Regions from separate parts of the Mus musculus genome. Here all the other regions are linked to region 3. The links are chromatin contacts, called in public HiChIP or PLAC-seq and promoter capture Hi-C maps. All regions are on one chromosome and are shown on one strand. The core of a region is the stretch at or near the end of the contact, and the rest is flanking DNA. Distances in the headings are between cores, read along the strand shown.

Region 1 (4,393 bases), core at 523-3,022, 210 kb after region 3:
AGAGCAAATTCCAGGACAGTCAGAGCTACACAGAGAAATCCTGTCTCAAAAGACCAAAAATCTACACACATACCCTATTTTTTAAAATTTCAATATTCTTTGAGGATAGTCTTTTTAAAAAATATTCTTGAAAGAGATGTTATCTTCAGTCTTTTATTTTTATTTTTGACTTTTACAGGACAGTGTCTCATACACAGTCTGGCTGTTCTAGAACTCACTATAAAGATCAGACTAAACCCAAATTCACAAACATGTCTACCTCGTCTCTCAATTGCTAGAATTAAGGGCGTGCACTACCCCGCCCAGCTCACCCTCAGTCTTTCTTTGGAGTACCTTCTTTTTGTGGCATTATTTGAGACGATCACCATTTTTTCTTTACAACAACCTTAAAACAACAACAAAAACAAAAACAGCCTAATATTGTCTAGATTGTTTCTGGGGATTTCTGGACGACAAAATGCACCACTTTTCAGGCGGTGCCTGGGCAGGCATGGAGCCCCAGAGCCCTAATAGGGATGGGAAGAGATTTCAGGGTCAAGGGCCATCCCATGTGAAACCTGCCTGTGAAATATGTTCGAAGTCCCTCAAAGTGCTGGGAACTTTGAAGTCACCTCTGAGTTGCATATCCTCTGGCCCCTTGCCCAGGAGATTCCCAGGGAAGCTGGATGCCCTCTAGGTCCATTTCTGTGAAAGCTGCTCACCAGCAGCTAGCAAAGAATTACTATTAACCAGCTCCTAGATGGTTTAAAGAAATGCTGATTACATGTAAGTGGTCTCTGACTGCTCAGATACTATCTTAGAACAATCTAAGGGTTATTTTGTTGTTGTTGTTGTTGTTATAACTAAAGATCTGAATGTGTTAGAAAATGGATATCCTTACAGGTTATAAAACATAAACCTTTTTCTGCCTATTTTTGGGTTTGAAGACTCTTATGAGAGAAAATTGACATAAAATTAAGTTGGCTGTAACTAAAATGTCATTTACAGGATTGTCTAGGTTTTTTGTTTGGTTGTTTGGTTGGTTTTGGTTTTTTTTTTTATTTGTTTGGTTTTTTTGGGTTTTTTTTTTCCGTTAGTTTGTTTTGGTTTTCAGCCTTTCTGTGTGTAGTTCTGGCTGTTCTGAGACTCCTTATGTAGATCAGGCTGCCCACTAACTTAGGTTTAACTGCAGTTTAAGATTAAAGAGACAAGAAGCGATCTCGGGACGAACTTAGCAGAGACCCGAAAGGCCCAGGAAAGGCATAGCCAGGCCTTCCACACAGATCCTTTTGTAGTAGTTAGTACTACACCCCAAGACGAGCCGGGCCGGACCCACCCAAGGCGCACAGTCGCGCGGGCCACTGCAGTCCGCAATGGCACTTTCCCGAGTCACCTTCGGAAGGACCGCTTTCAGATGAGAAAGCGAGGAGAGGCGTGTCCGTCTTGTCCGGGAGCTCAGGGACCAACCGGACACACTTTCTCTGGCTACCCGCTTGGCCATTCCCCTGCCTCTGCTTCACCTCCACAATTCCCCAACTCTGGACCACTTAACTCTGGACGAAGTTCTGAGGAGTTGGTTGGCGGTGCCAAGGCTGACCCTGGCGGAAGAGCCAATTCACCGCCCGCAGTAGCTTTCCTCTGCAGCCCGGGGATCCGGTGCCCAGCGCGAATCTCAGCTCCGCAGGGCCATATCTACTCACCGGCAAGAACAGATTCAGCAGCAGCAGCAAGAGGAACCAGTGACTCAGACTGGAGACGTGGCTGAAGGTAACCATGGCTGTGAGCTAGCATGGTGTCACTCAGCTGGAGGAGCTCTATTTCAAGCTGGTGGCCACGCCTCTTGTCAGCGGATTGGTTTCTGTATGGTTGCCTAATCTCGTGGGCGGGTCCAGCGCCACCACTCTTGCCTTCCCACCACCATCAGTGCTCAGTAATATCTAGTTTTCTATAAATACAGTAATTTTAAATGCCTGTGACGTTATTAACAGAATCATATTTGTTATAAGCAGCAAGCTAAAGTCGAATTCTCTGCCTTCGTTTGTTTTCCATTACAGTATACTGCTCTTTATTATAAGTTAATTAAAAATTTTCCTGGACCTGAGTGGAGGGAGAGGCATGAACTAGAGCTGGAATCGTTATAAAAGTCAGACTGCAGCAGACTGTAAACCTTCTCAAAAGCAACAAACAAAAAGAGGAAGATAAGCTACAACACACACTGTCTTAGCTCAACATGGGGAAGTTTGAAGTAACTCTATCCCTGTAGCTTTCCTGTGAGTGTTCACTGGTCAATGGTCTGGAGCAGCAGCTGAAGGCTTCACTGTCAGAGTCTGAGGGGCTGTGTGGGACTCGCTGACTCTGAGGACCTCAAAATATCCAGGACTCGTAGGCACTCTTCCAGTGCTGGGGTTGGGGGGGGTGTGTCGGGGGAGGAGGGCTGTATGAACATCCCTGGACTGTGAGTCCCTCACCTCTTCTTCCTTTCACTGTGTTTAGCTCCACTGTGTGTGCCAATCCAAGCTCATGGGACACAGGACATTTAAGCCAAGTCTACTAGTCTAACACAGGAAGTAGAATGCTTATTTCTCTAGGGAACTTGGGTTGGTTCATCTGTTCCACCCGCCCCCTCCAGGTATTCGAAAAAGTGGCCCACTACCAGCCCCATCCATCTCCCTTCCAAATGCCACTTCCTCTTTAAAATGAGGGAGGACTCAGAGACCTGGATTTCAATGGCTGCCCCAAAGAAGAGGAGCCTGGCTCCAGGCACCTGGTACTCTTTAATTCATCTCTTGCCTCTCTCCCTAGGGCCAGGGAGTGGAGCCTGTGCCCATCTGCCCTCACCTAGGCTGGGGAGTGGGAGGGGCCAATTCCTTGGCCAGCCTGATGCTCTTCTATTTCTTGTCTTCCCTCAGGCTGGTGTCTGCTCAGGAGTAAACCAAATCAAAACACAAACAAGTGTTTAGAAAGTTTGGTTAGTTCAACACGCTGAACTGTCCCTCACCCTTGGGAAGCAGAGGGAAAGTAGAGGAAGGGAAGAGGAGAGGACTGTGCACTTGTGGATGCTGTTGTCCCACCAGTCTCTGAGTAGCTCGGGAGCAGGGGGAGGCTAGTGGCTTTCCTTTTCTGCATACAGTTTACAGATCTGCCTTGTCCCACACTGTAGGTGGAGGGGAGGTGAAAGGAAGAGGCCTGTCTACCCTGGGCTAGATATTTGTGCTCCAGGTCCTTCTCTGCCCTCTGCCCTTTGCTCCTTTAAAACATTTATTTTAAAATGTGTGTGTGTGCATGTGTGTGTGTGTGTGTGTGTGTGTGTGTGCGCGCGCGTGCGTGTCCATGCGCACAGGTGCCTCCAGAGGCTCGAGGTGACATATCTCCAATAGCTGGAGATACACATGGCTGTAATCTGCCTGATATGAGTCTGGAGATCAAACTGGTGTTCTCTGCAAGAACAGCATATCCTCTTATTGGCTGTGTCATCTCTCCAGCCATCTCTACCCTTGCTCTTTAAGGTGGGATAGTGGGATGTCATACTGTTCCAGGAAGCCCCTAATGGTTCAAAGCAGTTGGGTGACATTCTCATGAGCCCAGTGACCCTTGATGGTCTTCCTGCAGAGATGAAGGGTGCCCACAATGGAAGAGTTGGACTCATTCAATACCAGGAGAATCTTCTCACCCCTAGAATAGATGTATTATCTATTGTAATATGTATATATCATACCCTTTCTTGGGATACTTTCAGGTTGCTTCTGGGTAGCTTGCTGCTTGGGAATATGTGAGGATTCTGGGGTTTTTTCCCTCTCTGCTCTTTCTGCAGTGCAATGAAAAAGGAGAGATATAGCCACGTCCTTTAGGTTAGTGTGCAAGAAAGTAACAGAGGTCTGCAAAGGACCTTGGAACTGTTAAAAAGAGAATTCATGAGGACATTCCAAATGTCCAGATGTATGATGGTGTTGTGAGGGACAGGACCTAGTTCTGCATGGGGGCCAGGGTGCAGGAGAGAAGGTGAGGAGTTCAGAGCTTCCTGTCTATACTGGAAACAGAGATGTCTGAGGTAGAAAATGGCTACTTGCAGACATCCATGCTCCAGGGTGACTGGCTGCTTCATGGAGGCTCCAGGAGCAGGGTCCTCCAGAGAACTCCTGGGGTAGGTAGATGCACAGCCACTTGGCTCTTCTTTACTTCACCCTCTCCTGGCATCTGAGGTAGGGAGGCATTCTTGGGGTCCCCTCTCATGGGTGTTGTTTGGCCACCTTCATTCCCTCTGGTCTCTGTTATCTTCTATGGGTTGTTGGGGAGGGGCGCTACAGCTTCCCTTTGAGGTGGTGTGGGGTGTGTTGTCAGATGCCAAGGGATATTCTGGATGCCTCAGAGCTATGTCAGAATACAGAGCATTAAGCATTTCAGCAAGGCTGTGTTG
Region 2 (3,906 bases), core at 1,013-3,512, 230 kb after region 3:
CCATTCAGCCTGGAGAGTAGAAATGCCAGTGGGCCCCCAATTCCAGGCAACACCTAGGACCTAGGACACCCACCTGGGTACCCAGCCTCTTTTCCTGCAGGGAAGTTGCACACTGCCTAACACTACGTGACCTGTATTTGCACCACTGCTCCTGTTTATCAGTAAGGATGCAAAGACTGGTTCCCACCGGAAAGAACAAGTCCATCACTCCAGCTGACCCATCTCCTGCTGCTTAGGGGACACCATGCTGATCACCTCTCACCCCGTTCACTCACGGGAACAGGTCTTGATCTGGGATGGTGGCCGAGGTGGGCAGTCCGTAGAGAGAAGAGGGAGAGGCATCAGGCGAGGACCCCTGCTCCCCATCTCGACCCTGCTTGCACGTGCTCAGTCGCAGGAGGCTGGAGCAGCGAAGGGCCAGCTCCAGGGCATCTAGCCAGCAGCGGCCTAAGGGGCACAGAGGGAGACTGGTGGGTGGCTTCCCTTCTATTTCCCCACCAAGGAACCTTAATCTGCCTGTTGTCTGAAATAGCCTTCCAAAACCAATCTCCAGCCAAGGAACCCTGCCCTTTAGTCATGAAACTTCTAGTCCCACACCTTACTCCACCTCACTAGGGCCAAGTTAAAGATCTGCCTCCTCCACAGACCCCAGCCTTGCATGTAGCCATCCTGGCAGGAATGAATATGTACTAAAGAGACAGGTGTGCCCTCCCTTTGGCCATTAGACTATTGAAACAGTGGACCCCAAGGCATTGGAATTGCCCCAGGAGTCTCACGCTGGGGGAGAGAAGGGCTGAAGTCTGGGGACAGACAGAGGGGAGCTTGTCTCTTAGAGACCCCACGGAGTTCTGAGAACGTGTCAGAGATTGCAGGAGAGATTGGCGCTGAGACAGTGATGGGCAGGACCACACCCTGACTAGGATTCTTAGCTCTGTACTCCTCCTGCCCTCTGTTTAAACCTCAATTTCACATCAGGACCCTGAAGACTTGAGATATATCTTGTTGGGCCTGCCAGGCCTTGGAGTGAGTCAACAGCTCTGGGAATGTGCATACACATGTGTATGTCCTTGGGGTTGACACAGTGTAGGATAGACATCAGGAGGGCAGAGGCTGGGCAGGGGTCTTACGTGCTAGTGAAAAGTCACTGACCAGGTAACTTCAAGAGGTAGCAAGAGATAGTTAGGGCTGAGGGATAGTGGGGGAGGGGATGACAGACAGGGCAGGGCCTCTGCTTTGGCCCTGAGGTTCTGCTTGCTTTGTGACAGTGTGTGTGCATGAGTGTAGAACTTGGGTTAGACCTGTGTCATACCACTGTTCTCAGGGGTGTGGCGGGGTGATAGGAGGGCACTGTTAAGAGCTATGGGGGAGAGGGACCCATGCAGGTGACACCAATGTCTCAGTGTGATCACTAACAGCAGCGCTTCCGTCCACGCCTCAGAGTCATCTATAAATGATACCATGCATGCCCAAAGGACTCATGAGTGAGGGTCCCAGCTCAAGGTAAGATGAAGTTCTTGATTCCTAAGCTTGCATGCTGGGTGTCCTTGGGAAGTGTGGATTTCTTTCCCTAACTTAAAGCTGCAGAGACTTTTGTTTGAGAGCCCCTGAGGCTACACTGGGACATTCATGGGAACCCACCTGGTACCCTGGAGCTGCCCCTCTTGCTGAGGGATATTTGAGATCTTGGACTTACTGTAGGCTTGGTTTGAGCACAGTGCTACCTCCTGTGAGGCTGGACATTTGTAAGGACAGTGAGTGGGTTCTGGAGGTTATGCAACCCAGGATGAGAGCTGGTTGTAGAATTAGACTTAGGGCCCAAATGTGCATTTTGTGGCTGCCACAAAAGACTTGACATCCTGAATGTTACACAGCCTTTGGGAACCATTTGAAATTCTTTGCCTCTTCTTGCAGGAAGCCGATCCTGATATACATGGTATGCAGGTAACATTCTTCCTTGACTGTGGCCCCCTGACAATCAGGGATTCAGCTCTGACTTGTCATCTGGTGGCTGGCTTACTGGTCACAGACCCCCAACGTGTGCAGGCTCTGTGAGGGCATAGGTTGCCTGTTTACCCTAGAGCCCAGCAGGTTCAATGACAGAATGAGTGAACAACAGTCAAAACAACGTATGAGGGCGTGTGAATGCAACTTTTGACCACCAGGAGGCACCATAGCACCAGCAGTTAAGCTATCTGCAGGATTCCAAGTCTGGACAGTTGGATCCTAGTTGTCAGGGCCTTGGACTTCCAGCAGGGGGTGCAGTCCTGAGGCTTTGTTAAGGAGCCACAGCCTGGCTAGAAGCTGTCACTTGAAGGACTTCTAAGAATGGGGCTGCTGCTTGGATTCTGTTACCTAGTTCAGAGAATCTGGGACTCGGGGAAGCCCACATTAATATCTGTAGCCTATTTTTGCCAGAATACCTCTAGGCTGCCTGTGACTTAATTTACCTATTAAATTCACAACTGTCACTTGCTTGCTTCCATACAGCCCTGGGATTCCTATAGCATTGGGCTGACAAGTGTGGCTAGTCCCACTTAATCTGTGGGAAATCTGAGGCTTAGCTGAGAGAGGGGTATCACTGTAAGGTAGGCTCAGTCTGTGTCTGACTCTAGGGGACCCTGGGGAGGGAGAAACAGGACAGGTAGCACTTACCGTCTGATTCAGAAGCGGCCCTGAAGATCAGGTAGCTGCTAGGGAGGGGCTGAGTGATGGAGCCCACACTCTCGCCTTTGGGGCCCTGGAGAGACAGAGATCTGCAGGGTCAGGCACTGGGCCAGGAAGGCTGTGGTACACTCTTTATCCCTTCTAATCAGAAGCCTTTCCTTCCACTTAGCTTCTCAATTATGGCTAATAATTCGCCTAAGGCGAATCCTGGACTCACAGTTGAATTTTAACTTCAGCGAGACAGTGAAGGGCAGTTTAGTGTAAGTAAATTTGTCTTACTTGGAATAAATGTGTTTCCTTTTGTTTTGTTTTTGAGACAAGATCTTACTGCATGGTTATGGCTGGCCAGTAACTTGCCATGTAGATTAGACTAGACCTTAAACTCATAGAGATCTGCCTGCCTCTGCCTCTGGAGTGCCAGGATTAAAGGTCTGACCTATCATGGTCAGGTTGGAATAAATGTAAACAGTCAGAATGTTCATATAAAACAGTTTTATTTTTCCCATTTTTGGTTTTTCAGATAGTTTGTTTAGAGGCAGGGCTATGCTCACTCTGCAGCCTAGGCTGGCCTGGAACTTTCTATGTAGCTGAAGATGGTTTTGAACCTCTGATCCTCCTGCCTCCAACCCAAGTGCTGCCCAACCTTGTGTGATACGAGTATCCTCAGAGCGCTGAAGAAGGCCGCACTGTGCCAGGTCGGTCATGTTAATTCATTTTTTGAAGTGGGTATTTTTTTGTTTTTTTTGTTTTGGTTTTTCGAGACAGGGTTTCTCTGTATAGCCCTGGGTGTCCTGGAACTCACTCTGTAGACCAGGCTGGCCTCGAATTCAGAAATCTGCCTGCCTCTGCCTCCCGAGTGCTGGGATTAAAGGTGTGAGCCACCACTGCCCAGCGAAGTGGGTATTTTTAATCCACAATGGGTTTTTTTCAGCTATAGTTTATAAAGTGGGGGAGAATATTAATTTTAAAACTAACAGCAGCAGCCAGGCATGGTGGTTTATACCTGTAATTGCAGCAACGGAAAGGATGAGGAAGGAAGGCTGCCACAGGTTGTAGGTAAGTCTGAGCCTCAGAATGAGCCATGAGTTAGGATGGGCCGTAGAGTAAGATAAACCCTGTCTCCAAAACCAGACCAACAGCAACAAACCACCACCACCAACAACAAAACCCAAGCTGGGCAAGGTAGTAGACTCCTTTAATCCCAGCCTCAGGAGGCAGAGGCAGGTAGATCTCTATGAGTTT
Region 3 (4,315 bases), core at 1,174-3,673:
TGAGTCTCAGAAGACACTTTGGACTCCTGAACACTGTTGAGACTGAGAGACTGTGGGGGCCTTTGAAGCTGGACTGGATGAAGTTTGCATTAGGATATGGCCACAAAGCCTGTGGAGGTCAAAGAGTGGTGATTTAAATGAGATGTACGCCTATAGGCTTGGGCATTCGAGTAGTTGGTTCCCATTTGGTAATACTGTTTCAGGAAAGCTTAGGAGACGTGGCCTTCCTGGAGAAGTGTGTCACAGGGGGAGAGCTGGAGAGAACTCACATAATTTCAGGTTCATGCTCTCGGCTTCCTACTCACAGTTCAGACCATGCACTCTCAGCTTCCAGCCCCAGCTCCCATGCCTCAGCTCTGCGGCGGACAGTTATCCCCCTGGAAACATAAACCCAAATAGCCTCTTTTTTTCCCCTAAGTTGTCTTGTTCATGGTGTTTTATCATGGCAATAGAGAAGTAACTAATATACACTAATATACAGGACCTCTAGAAGAGCAGTCAGTGCTCTTAACCACTGAGCCATCTCTCCAGTCCTAAAACTGTGCATCTTTTATTAGCTTGTTTAAAGTGTCTGTGTGTTGCTGGGCAGTGATGGCACAGGCCTTTAATCCCAGCACTTGGGAGGCAGAGGCAGGCAGATTTCTGAGTTCGAGGCCAGCCTGGTCTACAGAGTGAATTCCAAGACAGCCAGGGCTACACAGAGAAACCCTGTCTCAAAAAACCAAAATAATGATAATAATAAATTTAAAAAAAAAAAAAGATGCATAGTGCTGGGAAAACAATTCAATCAGGAGAGTGATTTTCCAGTAGCAGTTTGATATTTAAGTGCTGTGGAGGTGGGTGGAGACTGACAATCCCTGTGGTCCCAGTGAGACTGGACAGCTGCTGAGGAATCAATAATACCTGCTATTGACCTCAGACCTTTACAGGCACCAACATACATGGATATACACACACAAAGGGCATAGACCCATTGCTCAATGCATTTTGATTCCAGGACATCAGAGAAACCAGCCGGAACTAGCCTGAAAGCCTGCTGGCTGGCTTTCACAGTGCTGGATGGTGCTTAGCAGGCCACAGGGAGAGAAAAGCCATCCGTGGTCTTACCCAGCAGCCAACCCTGCATGCTACAACACCAACCCACCAAGCAAGATGTGCAGATTCAGTGCAAATGGTCTGGGGGTAACCAATCACTCTTGGTTTGGACCAAGTCCTGCTCTACAGCAGGAAATTCATCCCTGGTACTGTGAACTCAGTCAAAATATGGCGTGGGGGGGGGGGGCGGTCATAGGCTCTAGGGAATCTACTCCTGTTGTCTTGCTAAGTGAATGTCATCAAACTCCCTTCTAAATGTTCGTTTGTAGACAAAGGCTAGTGCTGTTCTTAGTCTTAGCCAGGGAAGCTTCTCTGCAGTGAGCAACAGTTGAGGAAGAAATTCATAACTCAGTGCTGAATGAGTGACTGTGGACAGCTCAGCCCTAAATGGGGCATCTGCATCAACCTGACCTCCAAGGTTCAGGGGACAGAAAGACTGTAAGAGCCAGAGGATGGGAAGGAATTCACTGTAGCCATAGCTACCTCAACAAGATCAAGGCAATAGCATCAGTCAACAGTCTAACAAGTGGCACTCACGGAACTCTAAAGTGAAAGAGAGAGGAGAAATAGAGAGAGACAGAGACAGAGAGAATGAAAGAAGAAAGGGGTATATTGGAGGTTATTAGAGGGGAAATGGGAAGAGAAAGTTAAGTGTGCATACAAACAAGATACATTGTATACATGTATGAAATTGGCAAAAATAAACAAATGATATCCACTAAATAGGTCACCTGCACACAGTAGGTACTCAATGGTTATGGATGAAGGAGGTTCCTGCTTCATAGACACATCATTAGGCCCAGGAAATCATATAGGCAGCATCTCTCTTCTTGGGGAAGCTCCGGGCTATCCTGAACACCAGCACACAGTAGTCACTTTCTCTGCACCTGTGGCCATGCTCACACCCCTCTATTTTTGCCCCTAACCCCGCAGGACCCCCTAAGTCTAAGCCCTATCAGGTGTTCTCAGTTGCCTGAGCTCACCCCTATGCCCTGCCACACTGTTCTTACTGCCTGACTTACCCTTCCTACACCTGATACATTGTGCTTCTCCTTAGGACCCCACTGGGAAGCTGCCTCCCAACCTGGCTCCAGATAAGAATCAGCCCTTCCTACAGCAGCCTGGGTTGGTCCCCTTGGCAGAACAGTGGCCTCATGTGAGTGATATTGATCCCTAGAGAAAGCTACTTCCTCTTCAGGAGGTGATCCCAGGTTCTAGGGTTCCCTGTTCCTCTCTAGCCAGAAGGGCAATTTTACCACACTCCCTCACAACCAGGAAGTGCCCCACCCCTCTGGAGCCTGTTCAGAACAAGCACAAAAGCTAGAATCATTCGGCCTGGCCTGCCGGTTCCCCCACAACTGCAAGCTCTGCTTGTGGGTAAGTAGCCTGCTCCCATTGCTGTTTATTATGAACGCTGGAGGACCTTTGGCCTTCCCCAAACTATCCTGAGGCAGTCTTACTCAACCCCCAAGCTCTGCCCCCAAAACCCTGACACCAATAAAGATGTCACCTGCACACTAGGTAAGAATTAACCCCATCAGGGAGCTGACCTGACAGGAACTATCCCTCACTTCTACCCCCATGGACTTCAGAAGGGCCTGGACTCTGGACCCCAGGAGTCCTGAGATTCCTGGCCTCAGAGTCCTCTCCTTTCCATAATCAGCCTCCCTCTCATCCCTCATGGAAGCCCTGGCTAACTGGGTCTCCTCCAACCCTCCGGGAGCTGGGATGGGTTCCTACAACCTCTTGGCAGAGGAACTGAGAACACTTAACATCCACACCTGCAACACATCTCCCATCCCAATTTTCAAGGTGGAATCTACCCCAAGCATACGGCACATACCTGGGGACAGACAGAGCCTTGGGCCTGATCCATTGGTTAGAATGCCAATAGCCATGCCTCTAACTGCCCAGTTTGAGACATGTTCTCACTGGGCATCCCTGGGCACCCTGTCCCAGTTCCTCCCTTTTCTGATCTGCTGAGCTGGGGTGTGCATGCAGCAAAGGAGATCTGATTTTCATGTTGTGGCCTGTGACTTGACCCTACTCGGCTGCAAGGTAGAGAGGTGGGGTGGGCGTGTAAAAGAGCGTCTGGTTTCCTAGCAGTGATCAATCTGTCTGAAGATGAATGAATATGGATAGTACTGGTCAGGGCCAGAGTGTTGACCCTCCAGAAATGTGAGAACAGGACAGACAGGGGGAGGGGCATTTCTATAGCTTCCAGAAGCCTTTTGGTCAGTGGAGAGAGATTTGGAGCACAAGAACTGCCCACACAAGTGTAGTATCACTGTGCCTCTCCTGGCTTCTGCTTTCCCTTCTTCTGGATCCCAGAGCCATACCCCCTCCTCTTCCTCCTCCTTCTTCTCCTAGTCTTCACTCTCCAACCCTAAATGAACACCCTGTGGTGCTTGAGTGGTCAGAATTCCAACTTCCTTGGAACCAGAGTCCAGGGCAGGGCTGAGGCTTAACACTGGGAACCTCGCAAGCCCCGTGGGGGGGGGGGGGGAGCCTCAGGAGGCGTGTCTTGATTGGCCAATGAATGCTCAGAGACTGTGTTGCGGGCTAGCCCAGATCCCAGGGTGGGTGGAGCGAGCTCCGGGGCGGGAGAACTAGCCCTGGTGAAGTGGGAGGACCCAAGCTATTGTGGGGTGGGACCTTTCCGGGTCACTAAGGAAGGGCCTCTATCAAGAAACACCTGGGAGGGCTCATCCACCCGAAATACACCCACTCTCTCCCGGAGAAAGCAGGAATACACCCACTCTCTCCCGGAGAAAGCAGGTACCCGAACCCAAGATGCCTACCTGGGTGCAGCTCGGGGCCCTTGATGGGATGTCGGGCGAAGGCAGTGGGGCCCTAACGGTGGAACCAGGGATAACTTTCTCTCTCTCTCTCTCTCTCTCTCTCTCTCTATATATATATATATATATATATATATATTAGATTTATTTATTGTATGTGAGTACACAGTAGCTGTCTTCAGACACTCCAGAAGAGAGAGTGTGTCAGAATTTGTTACAGGTGGTTGTGAGCCACCATGTGGTTGCTGGGATTTGAACTCAGGACCTTTGGAAGAACAGTCACTGCTCTTAACCGCTGAGTCATCTCTCCAGCCCAAGGCAAAACTTCCAAAGGGGCTCATACTGGCCGCAAAATCTGGTTCCCACCCGTGGAGGAAGTTAGGAGGGGGGAAAACACACTACTGTGAGGCTGAGCTGCTCTG

What was found. Promoter capture Hi-C pulls out the DNA fragments that hold promoters and counts their contacts. HiChIP or PLAC-seq counts read pairs in DNA pulled down with a chosen protein or histone mark.
Region 1: a promoter capture Hi-C map of stem cell-derived epiblast-like cells shows a contact between it and region 3, with 4 times the contacts expected there. The contact joins the promoter of Tnfrsf23 here to the promoter of Slc22a18 in region 3. A contact is called at or near these places in 11 of 39 promoter capture datasets (the 3T3-L1 cell line, the HPC-7 cell line, embryonic stem cells and 6 more), 6 of 484 Hi-C or Micro-C datasets (the G1E-ER4 cell line, the HL-1 cell line, the N1E-115 cell line and 2 more) and 2 of 9 other capture datasets (adipose tissue and macrophages).
Region 2: a contact with region 3 is called in an H3K4me3 HiChIP or PLAC-seq map of bone marrow-derived macrophages, with 4 times the contacts expected there. The contact joins the enhancer-like site here to the promoter of Slc22a18 in region 3. A contact is called at or near these places in 4 of 39 promoter capture datasets (the 3T3-L1 cell line, hippocampal neurons, macrophages and 1 more), 14 of 484 Hi-C or Micro-C datasets (the G1E-ER4 cell line, the HL-1 cell line, the HPC-7 cell line and 9 more), 3 of 115 datasets of contacts at active chromatin or transcription factors (bone marrow-derived macrophages, large pre-B cells and pancreatic cancer cells) and 3 of 9 other capture datasets (adipose tissue, liver and pancreatic islet).

What each region holds. Positions count from the first base shown.
Region 1 is chr7:143,684,103-143,688,495 of GRCm38.p6, forward strand. Tnfrsf23 (tumor necrosis factor receptor superfamily, member 23) reads right to left here and starts at 1,773. Exons shown (of 6, transcript NM_024290.4): 1 at 1,680-1,773. The coding sequence starts at 1,754.
Region 2 is chr7:143,704,694-143,708,599 of GRCm38.p6, forward strand. It overlaps Osbpl5 (oxysterol binding protein-like 5), which reads right to left. Exons shown (of 22, transcript NM_001199227.1): 7 at 2,653-2,737; 8 at 276-447; 9 at 1-9. Among named protein-coding and RNA genes, the nearest start is that of Tnfrsf23, 21 kb to the left of the region's middle. Within about 2 kb of position 2,263, at least 9 of the 459 cell types and tissues checked have an H3K27ac peak or open chromatin away from gene starts, as enhancers often do. A contact at or near this core is called in Th1 cells and bone marrow-derived macrophages, where this site is marked.
Region 3 is chr7:143,471,366-143,475,680 of GRCm38.p6, forward strand. It overlaps Slc22a18 (solute carrier family 22 (organic cation transporter), member 18), which reads left to right and starts at 2,424. Exons shown (of 11, transcript NM_008767.3): 1 at 2,424-2,472.